Linked DNA regions of Mus musculus: all the other regions are linked to region 4. The links are chromatin contacts, called in public promoter capture Hi-C maps. All regions are on one chromosome and are shown on one strand. Each heading gives the region's core, a stretch centred on a gene start, on an enhancer-like site or on the middle of the called end of the contact. The rest is flanking DNA. Distances are from core to core; before and after follow the strand shown. Region 1 holds the start of Gpn1 (GPN-loop GTPase 1). Region 2 holds the start of Ift172 (intraflagellar transport 172). Region 3 holds the start of Babam2 (BRISC and BRCA1 A complex member 2). Region 4 holds the start of Pisd (phosphatidylserine decarboxylase). Region 5 holds the start of Nrbp1 (nuclear receptor binding protein 1). Region 6 holds the start of Slc4a1ap (solute carrier family 4 (anion exchanger), member 1, adaptor protein).

The links. Promoter capture Hi-C pulls out the DNA fragments that hold promoters and counts their contacts. Capture Hi-C pulls out chosen DNA fragments and counts their contacts.
Region 1: a promoter capture Hi-C map of liver shows a contact between it and region 4, with 5 times the contacts expected there. The contact joins the promoter of Gpn1 here to the promoter of Pisd in region 4. A contact is called at or near these places in 13 of 39 promoter capture datasets (the 3T3-L1 cell line, 3T3-L1-derived adipocytes, the C10 cell line and 9 more), 1 of 484 Hi-C or Micro-C datasets (B cells), 5 of 115 datasets of contacts at active chromatin or transcription factors (astrocytes, embryonic forebrain, embryonic stem cells and 1 more) and 2 of 9 other capture datasets (embryonic stem cells and liver).
Region 2: a promoter capture Hi-C map of pre-B cells shows a contact between it and region 4, with 4 times the contacts expected there. The contact joins the promoter of Ift172 here to the promoter of Pisd in region 4. A contact is called at or near these places in 3 of 39 promoter capture datasets (liver and pre-B cells), 2 of 115 datasets of contacts at active chromatin or transcription factors (astrocytes and pancreatic cancer cells) and 2 of 9 other capture datasets (adipose tissue and liver).
Region 3: a contact with region 4 is called in a promoter capture Hi-C map of pre-B cells, with 4 times the contacts expected there. The contact joins the promoter of Babam2 here to the promoter of Pisd in region 4. A contact is called at or near these places in 3 of 39 promoter capture datasets (the C10 cell line, hippocampal neurons and pre-B cells), 1 of 484 Hi-C or Micro-C datasets (pre-B cells) and 2 of 115 datasets of contacts at active chromatin or transcription factors (astrocytes and thymic regulatory T cells).
Region 5: a contact with region 4 is called in a promoter capture Hi-C map of hippocampal neurons, with 2.9 times the contacts expected there. The contact joins the promoter of Nrbp1 here to the promoter of Pisd in region 4. A contact is called at or near these places in 4 of 39 promoter capture datasets (the C10 cell line, cranial neural crest, hippocampal neurons and 1 more), 1 of 115 datasets of contacts at active chromatin or transcription factors (astrocytes) and 2 of 9 other capture datasets (adipose tissue and liver).
Region 6: a promoter capture Hi-C map of adipose tissue shows a contact between it and region 4, with 3 times the contacts expected there. The contact joins the promoter of Slc4a1ap here to the promoter of Pisd in region 4. A contact is called at or near these places in 6 of 39 promoter capture datasets (the 3T3-L1 cell line, the HPC-7 cell line, HPC-7-derived erythroid cells and 3 more), 8 of 115 datasets of contacts at active chromatin or transcription factors (the NIH/3T3 cell line, astrocytes, differentiating embryonic stem cells and 4 more) and 3 of 9 other capture datasets (adipose tissue, liver and pancreatic islet).

The regions. Positions count from the first base shown.
Region 1 is chr5:31,492,742-31,497,023 of GRCm38.p6, forward strand. Gpn1 (GPN-loop GTPase 1) reads left to right here and starts at 2,000. Exons shown (of 14, transcript NM_133756.5): 1 at 2,000-2,142; 2 at 2,777-2,870. The coding sequence starts at 2,032.
Region 2 is chr5:31,289,106-31,293,324 of GRCm38.p6, forward strand. It overlaps Ift172 (intraflagellar transport 172), which reads right to left and starts at 2,009. Exons shown (of 48, transcript NM_026298.5): 1 at 1,869-2,009. The coding sequence starts at 1,907. Fndc4 (fibronectin type III domain containing 4) reads right to left here. Exons shown (of 7, transcript NM_022424.6): 7 at 3,137-4,219.
Region 3 is chr5:31,695,887-31,700,138 of GRCm38.p6, forward strand. It overlaps Babam2 (BRISC and BRCA1 A complex member 2), which reads left to right and starts at 2,164. Exons shown (of 12, transcript NM_144541.1): 1 at 2,164-2,191. Rbks (ribokinase) reads right to left here and starts at 1,724. Exons shown (of 8, transcript NM_153196.1): 1 at 1,624-1,724. The coding sequence starts at 1,715.
Region 4 is chr5:32,782,943-32,787,414 of GRCm38.p6, forward strand. It overlaps Pisd (phosphatidylserine decarboxylase), which reads right to left and starts at 2,684. Exons shown (of 8, transcript NM_177298.3): 1 at 2,607-2,684. The coding sequence starts at 2,671.
Region 5 is chr5:31,239,025-31,243,588 of GRCm38.p6, forward strand. Nrbp1 (nuclear receptor binding protein 1) reads left to right here and starts at 1,894. Exons shown (of 18, transcript NM_147201.2): 1 at 1,894-1,978.
Region 6 is chr5:31,524,246-31,528,721 of GRCm38.p6, forward strand. It overlaps Slc4a1ap (solute carrier family 4 (anion exchanger), member 1, adaptor protein), which reads left to right and starts at 2,750. Exons shown (of 14, transcript NM_001347328.1): 1 at 2,750-3,439; 2 at 3,798-3,993. The coding sequence starts at 2,777. Supt7l (SPT7-like, STAGA complex gamma subunit) reads right to left here and starts at 2,517. Exons shown (of 5, transcript NM_028150.2): 1 at 2,370-2,517.

The DNA of each region.
Region 1 (4,282 bases), core at 750-3,249, 1.3 Mb before region 4:
CTCTCTCACATCAAACTACTCAGGACCTGCAGGTCTCTGGAGCAAATCTGCTGTGGACAGAACTGCCTTGGGACTTAGTTCAATCTCTCATCACCTTTTGTTTTTCAGACTGACCTTGATTTGGCTATCTTACTGCTTTAGCTTTCTGAGTGCTGAGATTACAGGTGTTATATAAAACAAATTAGCCACAGGTTTGAGCTTCTCCTGCTACTCCAATCCATTAAAAACAACAACAACAAACAGCAATGGGCCTGCTTTTATTTCCAACATAATGGGTGGAATTTCTCTTGTACTTGGAAAATGATTGATAGTCATTTATACAGTAGCAATTTCAAAGCTTGCTTTTCTTTTTCTCCTCCTCCTCCTCTTCCTCCTCTTCTGCTTTTGTAGAAAAGTAGGGAGGAGATCCAAGGTCATCGGAGAATCTCCCCATACAAAGCTTCAACTTGCCAAATTGCTGATGCCACAGCCAGGAGTTGGGTCAGTAATTACAGGTGTTTACAGCCAATCTTTCCAACCTGAATTCCATCTCTGAGACTCACATGGTGGGGAGTGAACTAACTGAACTGTATGGGTACTGCCAGAAAAATAATGTTACCTGAATCCCTGCCAGAAAGTAACACAAGCCAGACAGTGGTGCCCAGAGAGGGCCTGAGTCAGGAAAGGAGAATCACTATCCATTTGGTATGGTACGTTGCTCACTGATCCTGGAGCTCATTAATTTGGCTAAGCTAGCTGGCCACTGAGCTCCAGGGATTCTCCCATCTCTAGCTCCCTAGCACTGGGATTATAGGCACAATCCACAATGCCTGGGCTTTTATGTGAGGGCAGGGGTCTGAATTCTGGCCCTTAAGTTTGTGCAGCAAGCACCTTACTAACTGAGCCCTCTCCACAGCCTGCACATGTCATAATAAAATGAGATATCTATGTATAGATATATACAAACTTTTTGTTCTTTAAGAGTTTTATCCACGGGGGCTGGTGAGATGGCTCAGCGGGTAAAAGCACCCGACTACTCTTCCGAAAGTCCGGAGTTCAAATCCCAGCAACCACATGGTGGCTCACAACCACCCATAATGAGATCTGACTCCCTCTTCTGGAGTGTCGGAAGACAGCTACAGTGTACTTACATATAATAAATAAATAAATCTTAAAAAAAAAAAAAAGAGTTTTATCCACTTTCCAAGAATGTCAACAAAACCCAGGGCCACCCTTGACTCCTAGCCCTTTACCTCACTCTTAAAGGGGACTTTTTAGGAGTTTTCTGGTTCCCTTGAGCCTTTGGTTCACCATCTTTTCTTCTTCCCTTGGACAAATAGCCATACAGATGAGCAAATAAGACATTGGTCACAGTCTCTGTCATACAGGGCTTTCCCTCATGAGGTTCGTCTCCCTTCCTCTACCCATATCTTCCGGTATTAATTATTCAGCCACACTTCAGCCACAAACGCTGTAAGGTTCTTTAGTCCCCTTTGCATTAGGCAATGATTGCCAGAAAATGTATCTTCCTCTGTTAAAGTACAGTATTCATGCTATCTTTCAAGTGTTACGCTAATTTTTACCTAATATTTTCTAGAACATAATGACGTTTAATTTTTTTCTTCTTCTTCTTAGACAATAAAATAAAAGGTAGAGCAACACCTTTGTTATAGGATCCTGACAGATCCTGGCTTGGGAATCCCACCTCATTACTCCCTTGGGGACACGAGCTTAACCCTTTCCGGGTCCTATCTCACTCCTGTCAACCCTTCCTGGTTCCCTACACTACCCCTCACTTGTGCAAAGCCACTATAGCATCAAAGTGACCCCTGCAAGTCAGATGCCAAAAGCCGGTCAGGCACCCACTGCAGTAGGTTCGAGCGGTTTGGATAGTCTGGCCAATCGCAACCCTAAACTCAGAGAGGCCGGATCGTTCGACCAATCGTAGCCCTGTACGCAAGAGGACGGATTTTCCTACCAATCGCAGCCCGGAATTCAGAGAGCCCGCAGGCCGCCGGGCGATCCCTGAGTGGTGGGCGTGGCTGAGGAAAGATGGCGGCGCCCGTGGCTCCATCCGAACCCCAGGCTTCCCGGGCTCCTCAGCCCCCCGTGTGTCTGTTGGTGTTGGGAATGGCGGGATCCGGGAAAACTACCTTTGTACAGGTGACGTGCACCGTGCAGAAGCGGTAGTGGCGCCTCAGGCCCGGGAAGAAGGGAGGAAGTTGTCTGGGGAATCTGCGGGTCCGGGCGCGTGGTTTTCTCGAGCTGTCCTCTGACTCCTTTCCTTCCCGAAGCCTCGAACCCTAGCCTGGGTCACTTGAGGCCGGCTCCTGGGCAACCTTAATGCACACTTGGTACAGCTGAACTTGTCTTGCTGCGAATTGGCAGCTTTCCGAAGGCCCGGGCCTAAAGAGTAGGGGAGTGTAACGTCTACTACTCTGGTTTGCGTGAAGAGTTGTGAAAGAATCACTTCGTTCGACCTACCACGTTCTAAGCTCTGAGAGTACAGCGGCAATGAGATCGACAGGGTTCTTGCTTTCACGGAGTGAGTGTTTTAGTGGAGGAGACAGAGGAAGAAAACCCTTGGAGGGGCAGAGTTAGCGAAGCCGTGACGGAGAATAGGGAGACAGGTACTGGAACTAGATGGCTTTTTAAACTCTTCAGTGTTGAACACGCTGAGGGAAGAAGGAGATTGTTACAGATTTTATAAGCATGGTCAGTAAAGGGATGGGAATTCTCGGGGCCCGTTCCTATCCTTTGGTCATCACCCTCCAACCCTGGCTCCTTGTTTTTGCAGAGGCTCACAGGACACCTGCACAACAAAGGCTGTCCACCGTATGTAATCAACCTGGACCCAGCTGTGCATGAAGTCCCCTTTCCCGCCAATATTGGTGAGTGCCTGCCTGCCTGCTTGCTTGATTTCCTTTTCTTGTCTTTTCTTTCTAAGCTAGCTAACTATGTACTTTTCTTTTCTGTGGATTTGCCTGAGTTCCGGAACAGGCTTCTTGCTTATGCAGATTTATCCCTCTTATGCACTATCCCCGCTCACCTCTCTCTCATGCCCTCGGTGTGTGAAACCGTTGAATTGGTTTGAGAATGAGACATGACATTAGGTCGGGCTGTCACCTGACACGTGAATCCTTTGGTTTCTTTTGTCAGAGTTTATAAGATTTGCTGTAATTCACTTTATAGGCAGGTTCCTTCCATTTCCAAAGTTGTGTGTGTGGGGTGTGTGTGTAAGAATATGCACTGTTCTGAGGAGAGCTTTCTGATTGAGACTATCAAAAAGATTTAAGTATTGGTGTGATCCAAGGGAGCCTGAGGCAGAATATTTAGAGTTCAGAGTCAGTCCGACTTGCATAGCCAGACCTCGTTTGGAAAAGAAAAGGTGGGCGTGGGGGTAGATTTGTTATCAAAGTGTCTGTGATCCACTAACAGGGCTCTTGGATGTCCAGGCTTCCTGACTCCTAGGCCTTAACTGTCAGGGCTAGGGTATGAAGCTTTCTTACCCCAAATACACAAATTGGGTAGGGAATCTTGTTTTGAGAATCATAGGTTAGGTCAGGCGGTGATGGCTCACGCCTTTAATCCTAGCACTCAGGAGGAAGACACAGGCAGATCAGTTCTAAGACTGCCAGGGCTACACAGAGAAACAAGAACAAACAACAACAACAACAAAAATCATTGATCATTTTGGGATTATAGGGCAACAAATTTTCTATTTAAACTAGAGGATAAATATGTGATATTATTAATTTACAGACTGGTGGGTAGGTTTGTTTTTATTCATTTTTATTTAATGTGTATGGGTGTTTTGCCACATGCGTGTCTGCGTCTGTGTGTGTCTGGTTCCTGCAGAGGCCAGAAGAGGGCACCAGGACCCCTGGAACTGGATCTACAGAGAGTTGTGAGCTGCCCTGTGAGTGCTGGGAACTGAATCTGGGTCCTCTACAAGAGCTTCAAGTGCTCTTAATCACTGAGCATCTCCAACCCCTGGGGGGTAGGTTGTAGTCGTTCTTAGTAGACAGGCTTATAGTTCCGATGTCTGTGAATTGCCGTCATTACCATGCAGCCACTAGTAAGAAGTCTTTGCTTATTTTGTTTTTGTATGTTGGTATTCCTGTGCATATGCCCACTGCCACTGAAATTGTCCAAAACCTGTAATGTTGTTCTAGACAGTATCTATCATAGCTAAGAGCTTTTGGCCTAACCTTTTCTTTGTTTGAGACAAGGTCTCTCTGTGTGGTCCTGACTGTCTTGGAATTGCTCTAGATTAGGCCAGTCTTGAACTCACAGAGATCCA
Region 2 (4,219 bases), core at 759-3,258, 1.5 Mb before region 4:
GAAACTTGCTCAGGTTTATATAGACAGTTTTTAGATGGCAGATGCAATATTTGAATCCATGTATGTTTGACTATATAAGCTGTAATTCTAATGTCTAATGGTATATGTATTGATGGCTTAATTCTGCCATATATTATTCTTAGAATTAATTTTTGAGACAGGATCTCTCTGTGTAGCCTAGAACTCGCTGTGTAGAGCAGACTGGCATTGAACTTACAGAAATCTACCTCCTGCTCCTGAGTGTTCATACTACAGGCATGAGCCATTATGCTTGCTACTCTTACTTTTTAAAAAGAAGTTCTTGCTACATATTCAAACTGGCTTTGAGCTCACAGCCATCCTCCTGCCTCAGCCTCCTAGGTTCTAAGACTACAGGCATGTAACAGCACAATCAGGTAAGGGAGTCTGTCTGTCTGTCTGTCTGTGTGTGTCGGGAGGATGTTGCTATATGGGCCTGTCTATGTGTGCATGTAGAGACCAGAGGTCAAGTGTTTTCACAGTCATTCTCCATCTTACTTTTTGAAAGACAGAGTCTCTCATTGCACTGAAAGCTCGTAATTCCAGTTCTAGGACTAGAACTCTAGGGACCACCTGTCTACCTTCGAAACACTGAGATTACAGGTGCACCTGGCTCTGAAGAGGATGCTGGAGATCTGAACTCAGTTTCCCACGCTGGTGATGAGTCATTTCCCCCATAGCCAACCTTCTTATCTGTGTTGTGTTAGCCTGTCCTTTCACTTTGGAATGCCTTTCTCTCTTGTCAATCATCCTTCTTATGGCTTTCCAGTTTTCTTATGCTCTTTAAAACTTTTTCCTTACATTTTGAGTGGGGTGGGACAACTTGCACAAGCTGGCTCTTTCCTTCCACTGTGTGGGTCACAGGGCTCAAACTCAGGAGGTCAGGCTTAGTGGCAAGTACCTTAGCCAGTGAGCCAGCTCACAGGCCTTTCCTCTTCCTCTTCCTCTCCCCTCCCCCCTCTCTCTCTCCTACCCTCCCCTTCCCTTCCCTCCTCTCTCCCTTTTCCCCTTCCCCCTCCCCTTTTCTCCCCTCCCCTTTCCTTCCCTTCTCTCCCTTCCCCTACCCCCTCTCCTAAGAGTCTCAAGTAGCCCAGGCTGGCCTTGAACTCTCCACGTAGCTAAGAATGGCCTTGCATTCCTGATCCTCCTACCTCCACAATTGCTGAGATTACTAGCCTGGGCTACCAAGGCTTATAAGATTCTGTTCTGTGTAGAACTTTATTTAACATTCTCCTAAGTCGCTTACAGTTGCTCTCCCTGCGCCTTTTCTTTACCAGATGAAGAAGCTAGTGATAGAATGATTGCGTATGGTGATGGTTAAAGCCAGAAATACCATTTGGTCAAGTCAGTGTTGGAGCTAAGCTAAGACAGAGACTCTGTCCTCTTCACGCCCAAACCAAACATAATCTTCGTTTATGTCTCTGGGCTCCTCCTCCAGCGCCCACCCAGCCTCTTCTGCTTCTGAGGAGACACACTTTCACAATCCAAAAGAGGGTTCAGCTTCTGCTCTACCTTTTTTTAGGGTTTATATCTAAAGTGCTCATTTCATCCTGTGTAGACTTATGAAGGTTGACTATATATGCGCCTCTCCTTCCAAAAAGAGCCTTGACGCGTAATGCGGGTGATCCCGGAGAGCCTAAGCTTGGGGCCTGGCACTCAACTGATGTAATGTCATGCAAAGAAAGCTTAGAGTCGTTAGTGATGCATGTCGCCTGCTGAAAGAGCTTTCACGGTCTTCTGAACAAAGTAGACGCTCAAAAAGTATGAACTTATGTTCCCTTACTTTTTTTTTTTTTTTTTTTTTTGAACGCCTGGTGGCCTGGGAATGGAAGAGGCATGCGATTCCTCACCTGAGGGCTCAGCAGGGTCCTCAGGTGCTTCAACTGCATGACGTACACCGGTCTCGGATGCTCACTGACCGAGACAACTCCCGTGGTTACCTGGACAACCCGCCAAGCATCGGCGGCGCTAACCGCTGACGCACAGGCAACGTGAGTGCGACATACGTCATAAGGTCACGTAGTGGGTTCGCGACGGAGCGAACAGGACGTGCGCAAGCGCAGTGAGTCCTAAGGCGGGCCCATAAGAGGGGTTGTGGAATTCTCTCCGCGACCAATCCTGTGGCTGCATGCAAACCTAACGCAAACCTCCGCCCACAAGTCTTCGGTCCTCTCCGGATTCTACGTCACCATATCCTTACGTTTTCTTATTGTCCTACCCGGCCAGATGTGCTTTAGTTGCTTAAACTCTGGAGGAGAGCAAGGCAGGTGCTACGAGAGGCAAAAGACAATTCGCGGAGCTGAAATCTTCACGTCATCCCAAAACTTAGGTGACTTGCGGGAGGCCACTCAATACTGACAGATAACAGTGAAAGCTCAAGGATATACTTGGCACTGTGTTTGAATTCAGCAGCGGTACAGACCCATTTTACCCAACAGGAGGCAGATTAAAGGAGTTACTCGCCAAAGTTAAAACAGCTTGTAAAGGGTGGAACCGGCATTTAACCCACAGCTAATAACCTTTTAATTCCCGTAAGAAGGCTCAACTCTCCTCAACTCATTGTCTCCATGCCCAACTTCTCTACTCTGAAACACAGTCTCAGGAAATTATCCAGGATATGGTGGATATATTGGAAGCACTGGCTAGGGAAAGAAAAGGCACCCTGTTTGGTCATTGAGTTCAAGGCAGATTCCTGAAACCCAGATGTCTCTATGGGACAGTGCAGGAGGCAGACCAGAGCTTGGTTCCCCTCCTAGTTTAGAGCTGCATGACACCTGTGGTTGTGATTAGTTAAGCAAAAAAAGATACCATCTTCTTTGGGATCCTTTCAATAATTTTTGTTCTTGTTTCTCCCAAAAGATCAAGAGACAGAATGAAATGCAGAAACGTTAGTCATAGGCCTTCTCTAAATGACCCAAGGTGGGCAAGCCCTATCCCCCCCTAAAAGCATAGCATATGCCCCCCAGGCAAATGCTGGGCCCAAAGCCTTGAGCGCACTGCAGTTGCCAATGGTAACGAGTATTTCTCTTCCTGCCACCACATCCCTCTAGAAAATTAAGAATCAGAAGGGGACAGATTCCCTTTTTTCACAGGTAACAAATAGGTCCCAGAACTCAAATTATACTTTTTTTGATAGGGGCATCCAAACCCCTCAGCTTTATTTCTAGAATCCTCTGGATATGTTAGAGTATAAATATAAACTCATTTATGGATTACAATTATTATTAACTTTGAATGAACAAAGACATAGATGAAAAAGAAAACAAAGACGAGGCACTGGTGTGCCCGGGGTGAGAACACATGGCACCAAGGGCACATTAGTGGTGGCTGCTCTCCTGTCAGCTCCTAAGACAGCTCAGCCCTTCTGACCATTTCCCCAAAGTGAGTGCTGGAGTCAAAAGTGCAGGGAAGGGATTGGTTATATAGCGCAACAGTAGAATATTTGCTTAGTATGCACAAGGTCCTGAACAAAGATAAAAAAAAAATCTACTGGCCCTTTTATATGACATGGCCTGGTTTCTGTTGGTATGAAAACTGTGACTTCTCATTTTCTCTCTTCTCATTCAGCAAAGACAAAGAAGGGAGGCCTTTGGCTTTCATCCCCTCCCCTTTTGTCTTTCCCCGCCCATCTTAGATGAATACATTGTTACACTGACGCAAACATCTTATCAAGACTCTGTCCTTTCAGGTTGGTGGAGGCCTGAGAAGAACTGACAAGGTGTAGAGATGTCTTCAGCATACCATACAGGAACCAGTCAGTTCCAGTTTGTCCAGAACCTTTATTGGAAAAATGTCCCAGGGGTGAGATCACCAGCAGCTGGAGGGGCTGCCAGGTGAGGGAGGAGCCCCAGAGGCTCCGTGGAAGACACTGGAATAGTGCAATGCAGCGTCTGCCTCTAGGCCCAGAAGGTTCTTCTGACTCACTGAAGGAGGGCAACCCGGGCAGAAACACCCCTCTCTGAGGCCCAGAGGCAAGCTGTAGGGGCAGCTAGTGAGTGCCAATAGTCCTGATGCAGGTGACATGGGGCCCCTAGCGAGGACCTAGTGGGATAGGGTTGAATAAGTGATTCTCCCCTGGACCTGGGGGATGGGAGATATTCCATTTGATATCCACTCCCAAGTCCAGGGATACAGAATCTACCAGACCTACATTCTGGCCCTGCTTACAGTGGAAAGAGGATGGGTACCAGCCTGGGATTCT
Region 3 (4,252 bases), core at 914-3,413, 1.1 Mb before region 4:
AACGGACCTGAGTTCAATATCTAGCACCACACACAAAATTATATAAACTTTAATTATTTGTAGCTCTTCTGTTATTGCTTCATTTAAAAAAATCATTTTTTTACTTTTAACTCTGTGTGTAGGAAAGCAATGCACTTGGAGGTGTGGGACCCTTTAGATGGGAGTTACAGGTGGTTTTTATCCAATGCTCTTAACTGTTGAGGCCATTTCTGTAGTCCCTACAACATATCAGGGTTTTTGTCAATTAACTTGCCTCTCCCAGTCTCCTTTTTCTTTCTTTCTTTTCTTTTTCTTTTTTTTTTTTTGTTTTTTTCGAGACAGGGTTTCTCTGTGTAGCCCTGGCTGTCCTGGAGCTTACTTTGTAGACCAGGCTGGCCTGGAACTCAGAAATCCGCCTGCCTCTGCCTCCCAAGTGCTGGGATTAAAGGCGTGCATCACCACGCCCGGCCCCAGTCTCCTTTTTAATTCCATCTTTTCTGTTGTGTTTGGTAATTTGAAAGCATAGACTTATTTATTCTATCTATCTATCTATCTATCTATCTATCTATTGTGTACACACTCATGCATCACATATGTAGTGTCCTTCCACCATACTGGGCTCCAGGAACTGAAGGGCATTAGGCTTTAGTCAAGCACCTTTACCTCATAGCCATCTTGATGAATCTGATAACAATTTATAATGTTTTAAGCAAGATTAAGTTAGATATATGAGGCCCCTGGAGCTGTTTTTAAAGTAGATATAGGTAGTTTGGTGAAAGGGTTTGGTTGTTTTGATTACCCCAAGGCCTTATTTCAAAGTTCTCTGCTATCTTTTGGAAAAATAGTTTAGGGACCGATGACACTAAGTTGCTGGGAAATATGGTTATTAACATAAACAGAATTATATGGCCTGAGTTTTTTGGAATACCTGAACTATTTTTTTTTCTACAATGTATATTGCTTATCTGCTTGGAAAGCTGTTTTCATAAAAACAGACGACAAAGCAGAAGGATCTTCCCTACAACCTCTCTGACCTAACTCAACTATTCTCATTTAGCACTATTTGGTCAGGTTTTTAGTGGCTGTAATTGTCATGTTTGTGTGTGTGTGTGTGTGTTTTAAATTTTGAATTCACACTTAGGTTCACCACAAAGGTTGGCCCATGGTTACATTTCCACATAAAAGTAAACTGTAAATATGGAACACTGCAGGAATGCCAACATGAGTGAAAAGGTGTTTGCCTCAGTGCCTTCTTTCACGTGTTCAATCCAGTAATACCCAGTTGGGTCTGGTGGACAAAACACTTCTTGTGCTCTCAACCCTGTGAAGTAGGTACATCATGTTCTCAGAGGTTAAAATGTCATGGGGCAGCCTGGCCAAGGAAACAGGTGCAGGTGTTTGGGGGCGCCCGTAGGTGGGGGTGTCTATCAAAGCTTTCATTCAGTCCCCCCACCCCCCATCCCTGTCCCTTCCTCTGTCATTGACCTCCACAAACTTGAATTCTGCCTTTTCACCTCAGAAGTCGTGCTTGGAAACCTGAAGCTTTCAGGAAAGTTCCAATGGTGGGTGCCCACCGATCCGAGGCCCGGGCATCCACAGTGTGGCTCGCCCTCCCGAGACCTTGCGCTGCGGCCCCGCACTAACCTGACCAGGTCGGTCATGCAGGAACCCACCACTACCACCGCTGCTGCCTCCTCCTCCTGCCAGGGCCTCCCGGGCTCCCCACACGCCGCCATTACTAATCCTGCTCAACCCTGACGCTGCCCTTTGCCCTTTGCCTGACCCCGTAACCAGGGACGCCGCCCCGTCCTCCTTAACGACGCGGGCGTTCCACCCGCCTGTGCCGGTCGCCCTCCCAAATGCCCGAAATCTCTCCGGCCTTTGGCTAGTCCTGATCCCTCTGGGACCGGTGTTCCTGCCCCGCCTCACAAGCACAGGGCCCGGCCGCCACGGCGAGAATGACAGAGCGCGCCAAGCACTAGGCCAGAGCTCCCGGGAACCTTCAGGCGCTACCCGGTCGCCTTCCTCAGCTTCCGGCTTCTCGGCGCGGGGACGCGCACGCCCGGCCGGCTCCGGAGAGGGCGGGACGTCCGGGGGAGCGCGCACGCATCCGGCCCGCGGTTCGCGCGCAGGTCGGTGCGTCGGTCGGGGGCGCGCTCGGGTAACCTGTACCCCGTCTAGTCGCCGGTTACTGATCGGACTTAAGTTCCAGGTACCTGGACCCGGGCTGGTGCGGGGAGGTTGGATCTCAGTCGCACAGGTGGCGCAGAGAGCCATGTTTGAGTATGGCCAGAGAGCTAGCCTCTTCAAGAGAAGGCCCGCGTTCCAAAGATGCCCCGCTCGCCCCACAGCACGCGGATTCCCTCAAGAGCCGCCCCCAAGATCTGAGGCTTCTCTTTCTCCACGTATCTCGTTCAGTCCTGGTTTCTGATGAAGCCCGCCTCTTTTTGCACTTGATGAGGGCATCATACAATTTGGGAGAAAGGGTTGGATCCCTTTAGATTCTCCTCAGAATGGGTGGACATTCTTTGGATCGGAACCAATTCGCTCTCCCCGCCCCTCCCTGATGTTGCCCAGTGGAGAAATTGCTCCCCCACAGTAACTTCCCTCGTGCGCCATATGACGTGGACGTGATGCAGCAGGAGGCCACCCCTTTCCGTTCCATGACGTCAACGGGGGCACATGTTTCCGTGTTTGTCATCCTCTCCTAATTGCGAGAGCCTAGATGGTGCTTTATACGTCTTTGTGTTCCCCAGACAGCCTGCCCACTAAAAGACCTCATGTGACCTTATCTTGCGGCAGCAGATTTTTTTATAAAAATTATATATTTGCATCTTCCGTCTGCAATACATCAAAATCAGGAAATACAAATTGCAAAACAAGCATTCAAGAGAGGCAGGTCACCAAAATTTCCTGCTTCTCTGGAATCAGTTATAATGGTGCCATATGTAAAGGAGAGGTGTGTGTTTCTAATCCATATCCCTGCATATTGTACCAAAGAATCATCTTTTTTTTTTTTTTTCTCTTCAAATTCCTGATTTTGGAGTCAGTATAGTTTTTTTTTTTTTTAACTTTCATTTGTTAGTGAAGTCACACTTACTGAAACATCTTGAAGCTGCACAAAACCTTGCACTGTCAAAAACTTGTATTATAGCTGCTGTTCTGGAGATAAAGACAGAAATCCATTCCCTCAGGTGTGATCCTAACGTCTTGACAGTTGCTGAAGTGGAATGGGTTTTCATAATCACTAGTGTGGTTTGGCGTCTGGAGAAGGTTGTTTCCTTTGGCATTTAATTAGTGAATCATTCAGGCTAGTACCAACACTGGATCAGCAGGAGCCTAGTTGGTGTCTAGCTGTAAAGCAATCATGTGTATAAATTCGTGACTTTGTCTTTATATTTACCGAAGTGTATGCTTTAAAAATTCACCTTGGTGCTTTCTTTAGTGGCCATTGTAATTAATGCTTGAGAAGAGGATAGGAATAGTGGAATTTGAGAGAGCTCTGGACCTGAATTTCAGTCCTTCTGTTTGTTCTTTATGTGACATTAAATAAGTAACTTGATTTGGCTGGTCTTTAGCTTTTGTATTTACAAAATGGAAACAGTATTCATTAAGAAACTGTGTGTGTGTGTGGGGGGGGAGTGGATGTTTGTGCAGAGAGGTGAGTAACAGAGATCATGTGTGAGGTGTTAGTTTGATTTCTCTTTCTTGGAGAAATTTGGTGTAAATTAGATACTCTGAGGAAAAAAACAAACCATGGAACAGTTTTTTTTTTTTTTTTTTTGTCATAAGATATCCTTCTGCTTGCTTCTCAGATGACTCTGTGTGTTTTGAATGTGAAGTAAATGAGCATCCCCCTCCAGGAACTGTGACATAGTGGGCAGACATCAGGCAGGACTGTGGAGTTTAGAAAAGTCTTCAAAGTGATAGTGTGGGTGAGCCTACTGTCCAGAAACAGTTACCCAAGTCACCTGGAATGTGGGAATTAGAAACATGCCTTATACCAGACTGTGAAGATGAATGGCAAGGCTGCATATGGAAGTGACTTATAAGTCATGCCATGCTATAAGATATATGTATTTTTATGATAGATACTATATATAGGAAAGGAGACATTTGCTCATGTTAGATGTATTAGAATGTATGGGGAGGCCAGCTCCCAAGAGTCAGAAGACAACCATGTAGAGACTAAAGTATACTGTGTAAAGCTTAAGCACCTCACAAATATTTCGGGGGGGGGCATCATGGTGTCACTGTGTGTGTGTGTGTGTGT
Region 4 (4,472 bases), core at 1,434-3,933:
GAATTGAACCTGGGTCCTCTGCAAGAGCAGCCAACATCCTTATTCTTTTTTGTTTGTTTTTTCAAGATAGGATTTCTCTGTGTAGCCCTGGCTATTCTGGAACTTCCTCCCAGACCAGACTGGCCTGGAACTCAGAGATCCACCTGCCTCTGCTTCCTGAATGCTGGGATTAAAGGCATGCGCCACCACAACCTGGCACAGCCAGTGTTCTCAGCCAGTGGGGCAACTCTGCAACCCAAAACTTTTTCAAAAAAGAAAGAGATATTCAATTACCACACACTGGAATTCTTAGTATATCCTCTTCATTACCAATGTTCACCCTATTTCCAGTTGTAAGATGTCTTTATATTGTGTTTTGTCTACATGTATGTCTGTGTACCTCATGTGTACAGTGCACACAGAGGACCCAAGAAGGCGTCAGATCCCTTGAACTGGAGTTACAGATGGTCATAAGCCACCATACATGTGTGAGAATAATAAGTGCTCTTAACGGCTGAGCAATCTCTTCAGTCCCACATAAAAATCTTTTTTTCCTTCTTCTTCTTAGTTTTATTTCCACAAAAGGTCACAAACAGCCAAGGAGGGCAATACATTTTGCCCAGAAACAAGTATTTGTACATCTTTAATTTTTACAGAAAATTGCCAGGATCAAGAGTGTGTGTGTGTGTGTTGTGTGTGTGTGTATCTGTACAGCAAGTGTCTGCAGTGCCTATGGAGGTCAGAAGGTTTCAGATTTCCTGGAGATGGAGTTACAGATGGTTGTGAGCTGCCATGAAGGCTATGACTGTACCTCCAATTCCCCTGAAGAGCAGCAAATGCTCTTAACCACTGAGCAACCTCGCTAGCCCTGTAACACATTTTTAATATCACCATGGGTCCTAACATTTTACCTATAGTCCTTACTTCTCTCTCCTTCTTTCAAAAGCTAGGAGAGTTCTAAAGCTGAACTGGTAGGTCTCTTGAAAAGCTTTATCCAACACTGTACTTGATATTAAAATATTACCCTTGTCTATTAAACTGTAAGTTCCTTAAGTATAAGGCTAATTGCAAATTAATTAATCAGTAAATTAAATAATGAATGTGGGTAGTGTTTATGCATGTGAATGGGGAGGTCAGAGGACAACTTTGGGGGCCATTCCCCATGAACCATACAAAAACTTGTTAGGTTTGTTATGTTTTATGGTTTTTTCTTTATTGTTGTTTTGCTTTGATATGGGGTCTGAGTATATATTTCTGGCTGGCTGGCAGTCACTATGTAGACCAGGCTGGTCTTGAATCCAGAGAGATTCACCTGCTTCTGCCTCCTGAGTGCTGAGATTAAAGGCGTGCATCTTGTTCTTTGATACAGGGTCCATCACTAGCCTAAAGGTCACCAATTAAGCTAGAATGTTTTCTTCTGGCCTCCATGGGTACCAGGGCACACACAGACATACATGCTGGCAAAATATTTACACACACACACACATTTTAAAAATTGAGCAATGTTGGTGGTGTAGAGATGGTTCAGCAGTTAAGAGAACCAGAGTTGAGCCAGGTGTGGTAAAGCCTTCAATCCCAGCACTTGGGAGGCAGAGGCAGGCAGATTTCTGAGTTCGAGGCCAGCCTGGTCTACAGAATGAGTTCCAGGACAGCCAGGGGTACACAGAGAAACTCTGTCTCAAAAAACCAAAAAAAAAAAAAAAAAAAAAAAAAAAGTACCAGAGTTTGGTTCCCAGCATACATGTCAGATGGCTCTCAACCACCTGTAATTCCTCCAATTCCAGGAGACTCTTGATGGTCCTATGGACACCTGCAACCACCCATATGCATACACACACACGGTGTAAAAAGGTAGAAGTAGTCTTTGCCAAAAAGAAATAAGTATGTAGGCTATTAAGTAACTCAGCCAAGTTGAGAACTGTTTCTTCTCTCTCATTTGGGTTAAGAACTCTCTCCTCTTCTCCCCTCCTACCCTTCAAAAAAGAATAAACAGCTGAAACATGCCAGTAATCTCGGCTTTTTGGAAGCACTTGGGAGGCTGAGGCAGGGGGATAGCTGTGATTTCGAGGCCAGCCTGGGTTACCTAATGAAACTGTCTGGAGCAGACAAAAAGCCAAATGAACAGTCACAATAGATGCCTCATGTCGCTCTCCCACTTCTAGCTGCCTAGGAACTTAAGTAACCCAGACGTTTGGGGTCAGCAGGATAAGGACCACAATTCCACCACAGACTTTTCAGATAAAGAAACCTAATTCTTTCGCCTCAAAGCTTTAGAACCCCAAGTGAAGGTCGCTTTGCCGTGCCGTGCTCTTCCAGGTTACACCAGCCTGGTAGGAAGGCAAACACCCGTGAAAAGGAGATCGACTCTGCTTCCACTCTAGAGACCAGCGGGCAGCAGAATATGGTGGGTTTGGTTGTCCCTGTGCACTTTCACCCAGCCTTTAGGCCACACCCATTTCACGGTCCACGCGGTGGCTTGTAGCACCTGTTCTGAAGCCGAAAGGTGGCTCCGTGTCCTTCCTGTCAGACCTACTCGCGGCGAGCCGGCGACGAGAACTGGCTTCGCTCTCAGAGCCTGGCTTGGTCTGTGCTGATCCCTACCCCAGCAGCCTCCCGCCCGGCCATACCTGCTCCGCCACAGCACACCTCCACGAAGCGAGCGCACACACGCGCGGCCCCCAGACGCCGCCATCTCGCCTCCTCCTGAGCGGACACGCCCCCTTCCGCCTTCGGACGCACGCCCTTGTCGTCACCGGGCCAATCAGGAACGTGAAAGGCTGGGCCCGGAAGCTTCTGCGTACGGCTCCGCCTCTGCCGGGCCCACCCCCGCGGAGTGTGTGGGCAGGCGCGCCGGGGCGATGGGACAGCCGCTCCTGTGCCCGAAAAATCTGAGCCACCTTGTGCTCAGTCACGATGTGTGCATGGCACAAGGATGCTGGCGCCCTCGGCGGCCAGAAGAAGGCGTTGGATCCCTTGGAACGGGGTGTCTATTCTTATCTCATTGATGGGGCTCCAGAGGCGAGGGGTTTATGTAAGAAATATGGAAAGCTGTTAAACTAGGCTCCCGGTGATGGTGCTTTCTCCTGTACTTTCCAGTTATGAGGGGAAAACGAATTTTTCAGTGGTACATAACAGTTTTGTTTTTGTTTTTGTTTTTTTTCCTAAGCGCTGGAGACCCGCAGCCAGCCCTTGGATATTATTACCATTTTAAAGGTCTGCGAGGATAAGCAACTTTCTCAAGGGCACATTAACCCCACAAAGGGCTCGCAAATTGTATAATAATAGAAAATCCAGTATTTCTACATCATTGGTGTCAAAACCCATGATCTGAACACCCCGCCCCCCTTTTAAGGCCCTAGAAAAATGGTTGAACCTGAATGCAAAAACTGAAGGAAGGCAGCCCTGATTTTTCTTCTAGTAAACACCAAACGGATAAGCTAATTAGTGCTTTAGATTAATTCTGGATAGTTACTTAAATTCACTTACAGCAAAACCAGCCACTAAAGAGAACCTAAACCGGGCTTGGTGGCACACCCCTCTAATCCCAGCACTCAGGAGGCAGAGGCAGGAGGATTTCTGAGTTCCAGGCCACCCTGGTCTACAAAGTGAGTTCCAGGACAGCCAGGGCTACACAGAGAAACCATGTCTCGAAAAACCAAAAAAAAAAAAAAAAAAAAAAAAAAAAAAAAAAAAGAGAGAGAGAGAGAGAACCTAAGAAGTCACAAGTTTGGTAATTCAAGGCAAACACCTCCCTTTGTCATACTTTTCCAGAGCCTGGAAAAGAAACACACACAACATAATTTTGGTATGGAATTGAGTGTTGTAATTCAAATGATTGAGGTGAGTTATTTCAAAATAACACTGGAATCCCAGTATTTTGGAGTGTCCTGAATTCCAGGCCAGCCTGGGCTACCTAGACCCTGTTTTAACAAAACAAAACAAAACAAAACAAAAACCCTAGTTTTATATAACACTATTTTTTTTCAATTCTTTAGAAAACATGTTATAAATATACTGTATATACCTTTTTTAAAAGGAGCAAAACTAAAAACACATAATAAAAAGAGGTGGTGAAATGGCTCAGTGGTTAAGAGCACTAGTTGCTTTAAAGGACCCGGTTCGATTCCCAGCACCCAGATGGTGTATCACAAGTATCTATATCTCCAGTTCCAGGAGATACCATGCTCTTCTGGCCTCTGAGGGCACCAGGCATGCAAGTTGCAAGCAGGCACACGTGCAGTTAAAACACTCATGTGTGCAGGTTCTGGTTGTGGCCAGAAGGCATTGAATATCTTGTAATTGAAGTTATAGAGAGTTTGAGTTACCTAGTGTGGGTACTGGAAACAAGGTCTTCTAAAAGAGTAGCCAGTGCTCTTAACTACTGAGCCATCTCTAAGCCCTGAGAAATTTGATATATTGGATTTGACAATGACTTCTTGGCTGTAACACCAAAAGCACAGAGAACAACAAAAGATAACTGAACTTCAAGGTTG
Region 5 (4,564 bases), core at 644-3,143, 1.5 Mb before region 4:
CAAACCAGGGTTATCTACAAAAGCAGAGAGTGCTCTTAATTGCTAGGCTCTGTCTCCATATCAATTTCTTTTTTGTTTTTGTTTTTCACAGACATGGTTTCTCTGTGTAGACCTGGCTGTCTTAGAACTCAACTCTATTGACCAGGCTGGCCTTGAACTCAGAGATCCTCTTGCCTCTGCCTCCTGAGTCCTGAGGTTAAAGGCTTGGGCCACAGTCAAGCTAATTTCTGAGTTTTTATAATAAGCATTCATTATTTTTTGTTTGCTTTTGGTTTTCCAAGTCAGGATTTCTCTTTGTAGCCCTGGCTGTCCTAGAACTTGTTCTGTAGACCGGGCTGGCTATAAGTGCACAGATATCCACCAGCCTCTGCCTCCGGAGTGTTGGGGTTAAAGGCATGCACAACCATCATCTGGCTAGTATTTATTACTTTTGTAATCAGGAAACATAAGTGAGGTGGTAAAAATGTAGGCAGCAGTTGGTCATTTTAGGTATACATGAGAAAATAACTGAAAATGAGGTTGCCAAAAGATCCTCTGTGCACATTTGAAATAGTACTGACAGAAAATAATAGGAACTAAAGTAGCATGAACAGATATGTCATGAATGCTTGCCATGGCTCAGGAGTTACAATGGCTTTGGCAGAAAGGCTAATCTGGAGAGGATGAGCACCCTTCTGAGACTAGAACAAACTTTGAAATGGTGTGCTATACATTTTAGGTAAGTGCATCTTTTAATCCAACATCAGAATTCTATTTTGTCTTGACACAGTGTTGTTGCTCTATTGCTTATGCTGACCTTGAACTCACGGCATTAGCCTACTGAGTGATAGGATTACAGGTATGCATTACTATGCTGGGTGAAAAAAAAAGTTTGTTTTTGAGACTATGTAGCCCTGGTTGGCCTTGAATTCACAGAGATCTCTCTGGCATGCTTGTTGAAATTTCAGTTTTTAAAGCAAGCATTTTAAAGTGAAGAGATGAGAAAAAAATGAGTCTCTATAGGATTTCTGTGTGAACCCGTGAACTAGGATTAACTAGTCCCTTTAAGGAGAGTAAAATTGGTGATTGTGACATTCTCAGATTCAGATGATTCATCCTTCTTCCTTGATAATACATGTATAATGGTATTATACATCTCTTAAATTCTGCCTTTAACTTTCTAAGATCAATGGCTTACCCAGAATCTATTGTAATTCTTTACACTCACAGACAATGTAAACTCTTTCCAAATAATACCTTTTCAAAGACAGTTTTGATGGATCTTCTTACTTCGGATTCTATTTTGGACTCATGTCAACTTAAATTTGAGTAACTTTTTTTTTTTGTTTTGTTTTGTTTCTTTTTCGAATTTGCCAACTATCATTGGATAACTTCAATGAGTTCTCCCTTATGTGGGTCGAATCAGGTTATGTCTGGGTAAATAATGTTATGCAAATCAGCAACTATTAGTTTTCATGTTAAGCGATTAAAAAAAAGCTTTCTGAAAATTTGATGACCAGTGCACTGTCTCTTTCCCAAATGGGGAATGTGGGTGGGTTCGTTCCTCAGATTGAAAGGCTGCGTCTTCCGTTCCTTTTGTCTTCTTAGAGGATTAGGACTGTCATGGCGCTTTCAAGAAGAGAGAGAAGGCCTTCCTTTCGTCCGGCAGAATTACTTGGGGGCACCTCGACTGGGAGGAGGATGGACAGAGAGACAAGAAGACAACGCTGGCAGGCAGTCTGCCGGAACCCCGCAAGGGGAGGAGACCCGGCAGTAGACTGCCTTGAGAGCCTCGGTCTGTGGGAACCGCCCCCCGCTGCCCTGTCCAATGGAAACCTGGCGGCGGTGCGGCACCGCCCACTGTTGGTCCGGACGCCGCGAGGGCGGGGCCCGCAGTTCGGTTGCGCTGCGGAGCGCAGCTGTGAGGGAGTCGCTGGGATCCGAGGCCCCGGAACCCGAGCTGGAGCTGAAGCGCAGGCTGCGGGCGCGGAGTCGGGAGGTGAGCTCCGGAGAAAGAGGCCCTGGAGGGAGGGGCTCGCGGAAGGGCGGCAGGATGACCCCGAGCCGCGGGCCGGCAGGACGCGGCCGGCGGGTGCTGTCGGGCGGCCCTGCTTTCTCGGGAGTCAGGCCCGACCTAGCCCGGCCCGTCGCAGCTGAGGGGCCACCTTGGCCCCAGGGCGCCGCCCGCCCTCCTGGTGTCTCCGGCGTGGCCGCGGCGGCCCGGAATTCTGCGGGCGCGGGTCGGGGGGCCCCGGCGTTCTCTTGGAACTCTGGCCGCGAGAGGCGGGGCAGGCGGCGCGGGCGGGGGCGGGGCGGGGGCCCGGGCCCGAGGGCCTGCGGAAGGAAGCGCGGCGTCCGGGCCGGGCCTGCTCGCGGGGCGGCGCGCCGAGCGCGGGGGCGTGGTCTGCGGCCTGACGGCGGGGCAGGGCTGGCCTTTGATGAGGTGGCTGTGGTGCTCGGTCTCCTGGCCGGCCACTGTCTGTCCGCCGCCGCTTCCTTCCAGATACTGGCCGGGCGACCTGTTGGAGTGTTGACAAGCTGAGGGCCTCCTCCCTCCGAGCTTGCATTCTCTCCGACTGAGCAGTTCTGTTGACCTCAGAGGCTTTCTGGGTTTCCTCAGAGCGGCCTGTGGCTGCGAGCTATGCGGGGTGATGTGCAGAGGGCTTTCAACTAATAATGGAAGCCGGGAGAACAACTTTGCGAGATGACAGACAATGCCCTGTAGTGAATGTACTATGCGTCCTCAGGGTAGCTAGAGGCTTCGAGGAGATACCCTCACCGATGCAAATGAGCTTTTCCACAGTGATCCCTGTTAAAACTGCCAGCAGCTCTGAGGCAGAACCCCCAGTGTTGCACACGTTTCTGCATCTCTTGCGGGAGTGCTTGGAGATCTTTAGGCACTGCTCTTATTTTACCTTCTGGGACATGATTGGGAGGGCAATGTGCTTTCTGGATGTTTGTCTCTGATGACAGTTCATCTTTTCTCTAAGTGCCCCGTGGAGGGGCTGCCTGTTTCCTTGGTCCTGTAGTTTTAGATTCCATGGGCTTTGACGTTCCAGAGTATATTCTGTATCTCGCTAGACTTTCACTTATCCGTTCAGATTGGATGCACATTCTGCGAATGTAGCTGAAACAGACTTTATTATTTTCTTAGCTCTTTGATAGGGGACGGAGGAAAAAGTGATCCTTAACTCATCTTTTTTAGTGGTTTATTAAGACATGCACGCAACTAATAGCTGTCTTGGCAGACTGAGGAGGCTTTCAAGGACTTTCCTTAGAAATTAAAGTGGGGAAGTATCCTACCAGATTTCCCCTCCCCCGCCCCCGTCCCGTAGTGTTCTTTGCGTTTACTAGAGCGTTAATACAAGTCCCTCGATTCAGATAAAACTGTATAGGCTGGGGAGAGATGCGTAGAAAGGGTCGCAAGAGAGTTGTATGGCCATTCTGGTGTTGATTGCAGGTCTTAGGTATTCTGAACTGACTCTGGAGTGCAAGTTTACTTTCCAGGGTATCGCTTTCTTACTAGACTGCTCTTCCTTGAGTTAATCACACACAGGTTTCAGTTTTTTTTTTACAGTCTGTGTTCATTTGATTGTCCCTTTTTTTTTTTTTTTTTTTTTTTGGTATGGGTTAATTAGAAACTTAGGTTTTTCTTAAAGCAACTCTGCGCCTATAGAAATGTTATTTTTAGTACTTTACCTATAAAAACTATAGCTTGAATTATTTGTTTCTGAAGGAGGTAACTGGTATCAGATCTAGTGCCTCAGAGATTGGAAAAGTCAGAGCCTTTGAGCAATGTAAATGAAAGGAAAGCTGGAAACAAGGTCTTTGATTTTTTTTTTTTTAATTTGTGCTTAGGTAAGTGTAGGCATTTCATTTATTTTAATTCACTGATCTATCTCAAGCACCCTCCCAGTGTGTGACGTACAATAACCTACAAATGTTACTAAACATTTCAGTGAGTAAATGAAAAGAAATGTTGTTAAACAATACCCACTTGCCACACTTACAGATGGAAGTCACGCCTGTCGGTCACTTGGCCCAAAGGCAGCTTCTACCTATGTATAGGAAAGATGAATAATGTCACTATTGGTCTAGTAGGATAAGTCACCCTTGGGAGTTTCGGCTAGTTGGTTAAGGATGGTATAGACCAAGCTGGGCGTGGTGGTGCACGCCTTTAATCCCAGTACTCAGGAGGCAGAGGCAGGCAGATTTCTGAGTTCGAGGCCAACCTGGTCTACAAAGTGAGTTCCAGGACAGCCAGGGCTATACAGAGAAACCCTGTCTCAAAAATAAATAAATAAAAAAATAAAAAGGATGGTATAGACCCATAGGGTTGTCTGTCTCAGTGGACATTTTAGAGTGTAGAGTCATTTGCCTGTAATGCCTGTACGCCCTAGTTCTTGAGCACAGTCAGAATTGAGGTCCATTGAGAGCCAATGGGAAGTATATTAATGTAACACTATTGGCTGAGAGGCTATGGGGCACCAGATTTTACTGTATATTTGAGTTTGACTAAAGTGGACTATATTGTCATTATTCTCGGGTATGGCACTTCTGTGTGGTCTTAAGCCAAAGTAACTCA
Region 6 (4,476 bases), core at 1,500-3,999, 1.3 Mb before region 4:
TGTCCTGCCAAAAATCCACAGCCACCCAGTTCCCAGCCACAGGCCTCAGCTCCCCCAAGACCTCACATGGTTGCTGCATTCTTCTTCCTCCAAAGCATGGCAGAAAGACCTCTCTCCTTCCTTGTGGCTACCTTTTCCTCCTGGAACCTGGAAGTCCCACATGTACCTTCCTCCCAGCAATTGGCCCCCAGCTTTCTTTACTGACAAATAAAGAACCAATTGGGGAATAAGACCTTAACATAAGAACCACGCCCTTCACCAGTGAGTCCCAGGGATCTGACTGTTTCTGCTTTCCTCCCCACAAGCTGAGTTTATAAGCACATGCACCCATACCTGGATTTTTACATATGGGTTTGGGGATTGAACTCAGGTCCTCATGCGTGCAATGGACTGAGCTGTCTCCCCAGAATGAATCTGAGAGACTTCTGTTGCCTTCTAACAAGTATTCCTTCCTCTAGTCCAGTGGTTCTCAACCTGTAGGTCATAACCCCTTTGGGGATCAAATGACTCTTTCATAGGTTAAGGAATATCAGGTATCCTGTATATAAGGTATTTACAATAGGATTCATAACTGCAACAAAATTACAGTTATGAAGTAGCAATGAAAATAATTTTGTGGTTGCATGGGGTCACCACAACATGAGGAACTACATTAAAGGGTCAGACCTTTAGGAAGGTTGAGAACTGCTATTCCAGTCTTTTTCAGAATCTGATCTACACTTGGCCCTGCTGCTAGACTTTCTTCCTTTCTCTGTCTGTCTCTCTTTGTGTGTCTCTGTCTCTCATTCTCTCAATGCTGAAGATTTAACACATCCTACAAAAGTATTTTTATTACTGAGCTACACTTCCAAGCTTTTTTGTTTGTTTCTTTTGCTTGGAAAAAGTCAGAATTCTGTGGCTTAGCATTCAATAAAAGCTTACTAAGCGTCTTTAATTCACGTCTCCAGGTTTACTGCCTATATGTCTCCTCAGGTCCAACAAACATCAAATGAATACATTGTGTGACGGTGTAAGATCTTTGTCCTGAGGGAATAACAGAAGCAAAATACTGCAGTATAGCAGCAGCTGGCACTGCTACTTTAAAGGCGTGAGTTCAGTGTCCTGCAGGCAAGTGAGGGGCTTCCTGGACAAAATGAATGCCCTCAGCTCTAACAATATACTACTCAGTTCCTTTCTTTCTCTTTCTTTCTTTTCTTTTTTTTTTTTTTTTACATTTACTTATTTTGGGTATGTGTGCATGAAAAAATCACAAGACAACTTGTGAGAGGCAGTTCTCTCCTTTCACCATGTGGGTTCCATGGATTGAACTCGGGCATTCGGACTTGGCAGCAAGTGCCTTTTACCTACTAAGCCATCTAACTGGCCCCTCAGCTTATTTCCTTTGCTAAGATTGTATTTTTAAATTATTAATTTCGAGACAGGGTTTCCCTTTGAGGCCTTGGCTATCCTGGAACTTGCTCTGTAGACCAGGCAGGCTATGCATTCACAGACATTCGTTTTTGTTGTCTGTTGGGGGTTGAGTATATGCTTGTGTGTTCCATGTGTATGCAGGTGCCAAGGATATCTGAAGAGGGCATCAGATCCTTCTGGAGCTCAAATTAGAGGTGGTTGTGAACTCCCCTGATGTGGGTACTGGAAATGGAGCTCAGATCCACCGAAGAGCAGCACACAGAACCATCTCTCCAGCTCCACCACTCAGCTTCTCAAGAACATGAGATATTTTTATAATTGACCCTTTGAGTTGTGACCTCTGCCAGGAACCCTCTACATCTTTATCAGACTTGAATTTGTTCTTTAGGATCCCTGAAATCACCATTCCCCCCAACAGATCTCCTTTCTTTGTATATTTACATGAATTTGCTTTTATCCCTGAACCTTAACTTTAGTTGACTTATTCATCTGTATTCTCCCACTTGTTATGGCTGCCATCTTGGTATAGTTTCAGGCCTCTGTCAAAGAGTTATAATATTAACTATGGCTTAGTTCAATTTTCCATAAATTTTATGACAAATTAACACTACTATTTCCAATTTTTCAGATGTGGAAGCTGTTGTCCAGGGTCATGCCAACATCATAAATACAAAGAGTAAAAAAGAAAAGAGGTTTCGATGCTCAGGTTTGTTAAGCCACTAAACATGCTATCTCAATATTTTGTTCCGAGTAATAAAAGAATGAACAATAATAAATTGCTTCTTTACTAACTTCATAAAAGGAATAAATTCGAGAGCTGCAGATAGGGACTCCTTGCTCCGGATCTGGAGGCTTAGGCTTAGGCGCCGACCACAGGATCCTGGGAAGTCTGATTTACAAGGCAGCAGGAAAATGGGTGGCTCTGGACCGGAACCAGAAAATAAAGTTCAAATACTCACCGCCCTGCCCCAGGAGTGGTATACGCGGCTGCCTGACTCTGACAGGTCGGAGTCGAGGACTAGGTCAAGCCTAGGAGCCTTGTTTATTGATTAATGGACCAAGGCCACGGAAGCACTTCTTCCCAATCGCCCTCTGCCACAGGAAGTTATTACTAGCCTACATGCAACGCCTAAAATGTCCGTATCCTGCACAGCACTCTGAGAGCCTCTCCCCGCTTTCTGGTATTGTGACTCCCTAGTGCTATTCACATCTTTAAAACTCTGCGAGTCTTGAAAGAGGAACTCCAACATTTCTGTCCAGAGAAGCCTCAGGGAGGTGGGAAGGAGGAGGAGAAGTGAGCGGGAACGTAGAGAGCGAGGGGTCGGGGTTTCCGAGGGACACATTTTGAGATTGCACCCGGCTAAGGATGGCTGATCCTACCCCTCAGCTAGATGCGCCAGCTCCCCAGGAAGTCAGTAGCGAGTTTAAGAAGCCGGTTTTACCAGTGCCTTCCGCAGTACGGGGTAAGGCTCCGGCCTCCAGTCCCTCCGTTTCTGAGGATGTGAAGAAAGAATGTCTCGCGGCGCAGCTGGACTCTGGATGTGAGGAGCCCGAGGTCCCGCCACCGCAGCCGGACAGCCAGGAGACCGGGGGTCCACCGGTGGAGCAACTCCGCTCCCCGCGGGTAGCTCCTGCGTCTGGCGGTCCGACCCGGGCTCCTCCGTACCGAGAGCCATCGTGGGGCAGCCCAGCCACGGCCCCCTACAGTCTCGAAACCCTGAAGGGTGGCACCATCCTTGGCACCCGCACCTTGAAAGACACGAGCTGCTGCTTTTTCGGGAGACTTGCTAGTTGTGACATATGTCTGGAGCATCCTTCCGTGTCTCGGTACCATGCTGTACTACAGCACCGGGGGGCGGATCCCAGCGGAGACTCTGAGGGTCATGAGCAGGGCTTTTATCTCTACGATCTGGGAAGTACCCACGGCACGTTCCTCAACAAAACTCGCATCCCACCCCGCACTTACTGTAGAGTCCACGTCGGGCATGTAATGCGCTTTGGAGGCAGCACTCGGCTCTTTATCCTTCAGGTAGGTAGAAAAATCTAAAATAAAAATCTTGGGACTTCACTGTTTTTGGTTTTTCAAGACAGGGCTTCTCTATGTAGCCCTGGCTGTCCTGGAACTCTCTCTGTAGACCAGGCTGGCCTCGAACTCAGAAATCCGCCTGCCTCTGCCTCCCGAGTGCTGGGATTAAAGGCGTGCACCGCCACGCCCGGCGATTCTGAGTTTCTTTAAGGTTTAGTTGAGTAAAAGGATTCTGGTAACCAATGACAAAAGCACAGGCCTCATTCTGGACCCACAGGTCTGTGTACGTTGCTGTGTCTCAGAAAGTAATTTTCTCACTTCTGAATCCATATATGTATATATTTTACCCATGATTCATTAGGGACCAGAGGAAGACCGAGAGGCAGAATCTGAATTAACAGTAACACAGTTGAAGGAATTGCGTAAACAGCAGCAGATATTATTGGAGAAGAAGATGTTAGGTGAAGACTCAGATGAAGAAGAAGAAGCAAATACCACTGAAGGGAAGAGCAGTAGAAGTGGTCAAGATGATGAGCTGGGCTGCACGTGGGGAATGGGTAAGAAACTACTACTGAAGGTGGCACCCTCAAGTGCTTTTGATCATACAGCTCAGAAGGCCTACAGCTGAAGTAGGGTAAATGTAATTTGCAAGCCCAGGGTCATTAACTTTAGTGAGTAAAAGTGTTGAATTATGGGCATTATACATACACCTCTTTCTCACCGTGTAATTTGCTTATTGCGTTTATCATTTAAACACACACACACACACACACAGAAAGAGAGAGAGAGAGAGAGAGAGAGAGAGCTTTCTGAGTGCTAATTATCACCTGGAGGGCATGGAAAAATTTACTTCATTTCTTTGGCTGAGAAATCAGTATTTGATATTTTTTCACCTCTCAGGCTATTTTCACAAAGTACAAAACATTCAAGAGGTTATTGTATAGCTCCACATTTTGGATGATAGATATTCAGGCTTATAAAAAGATAGTTGGTGAGGGCCGAGAGATGGCTCAGTAGTAAGAGCACTATCTGCTCTTTCA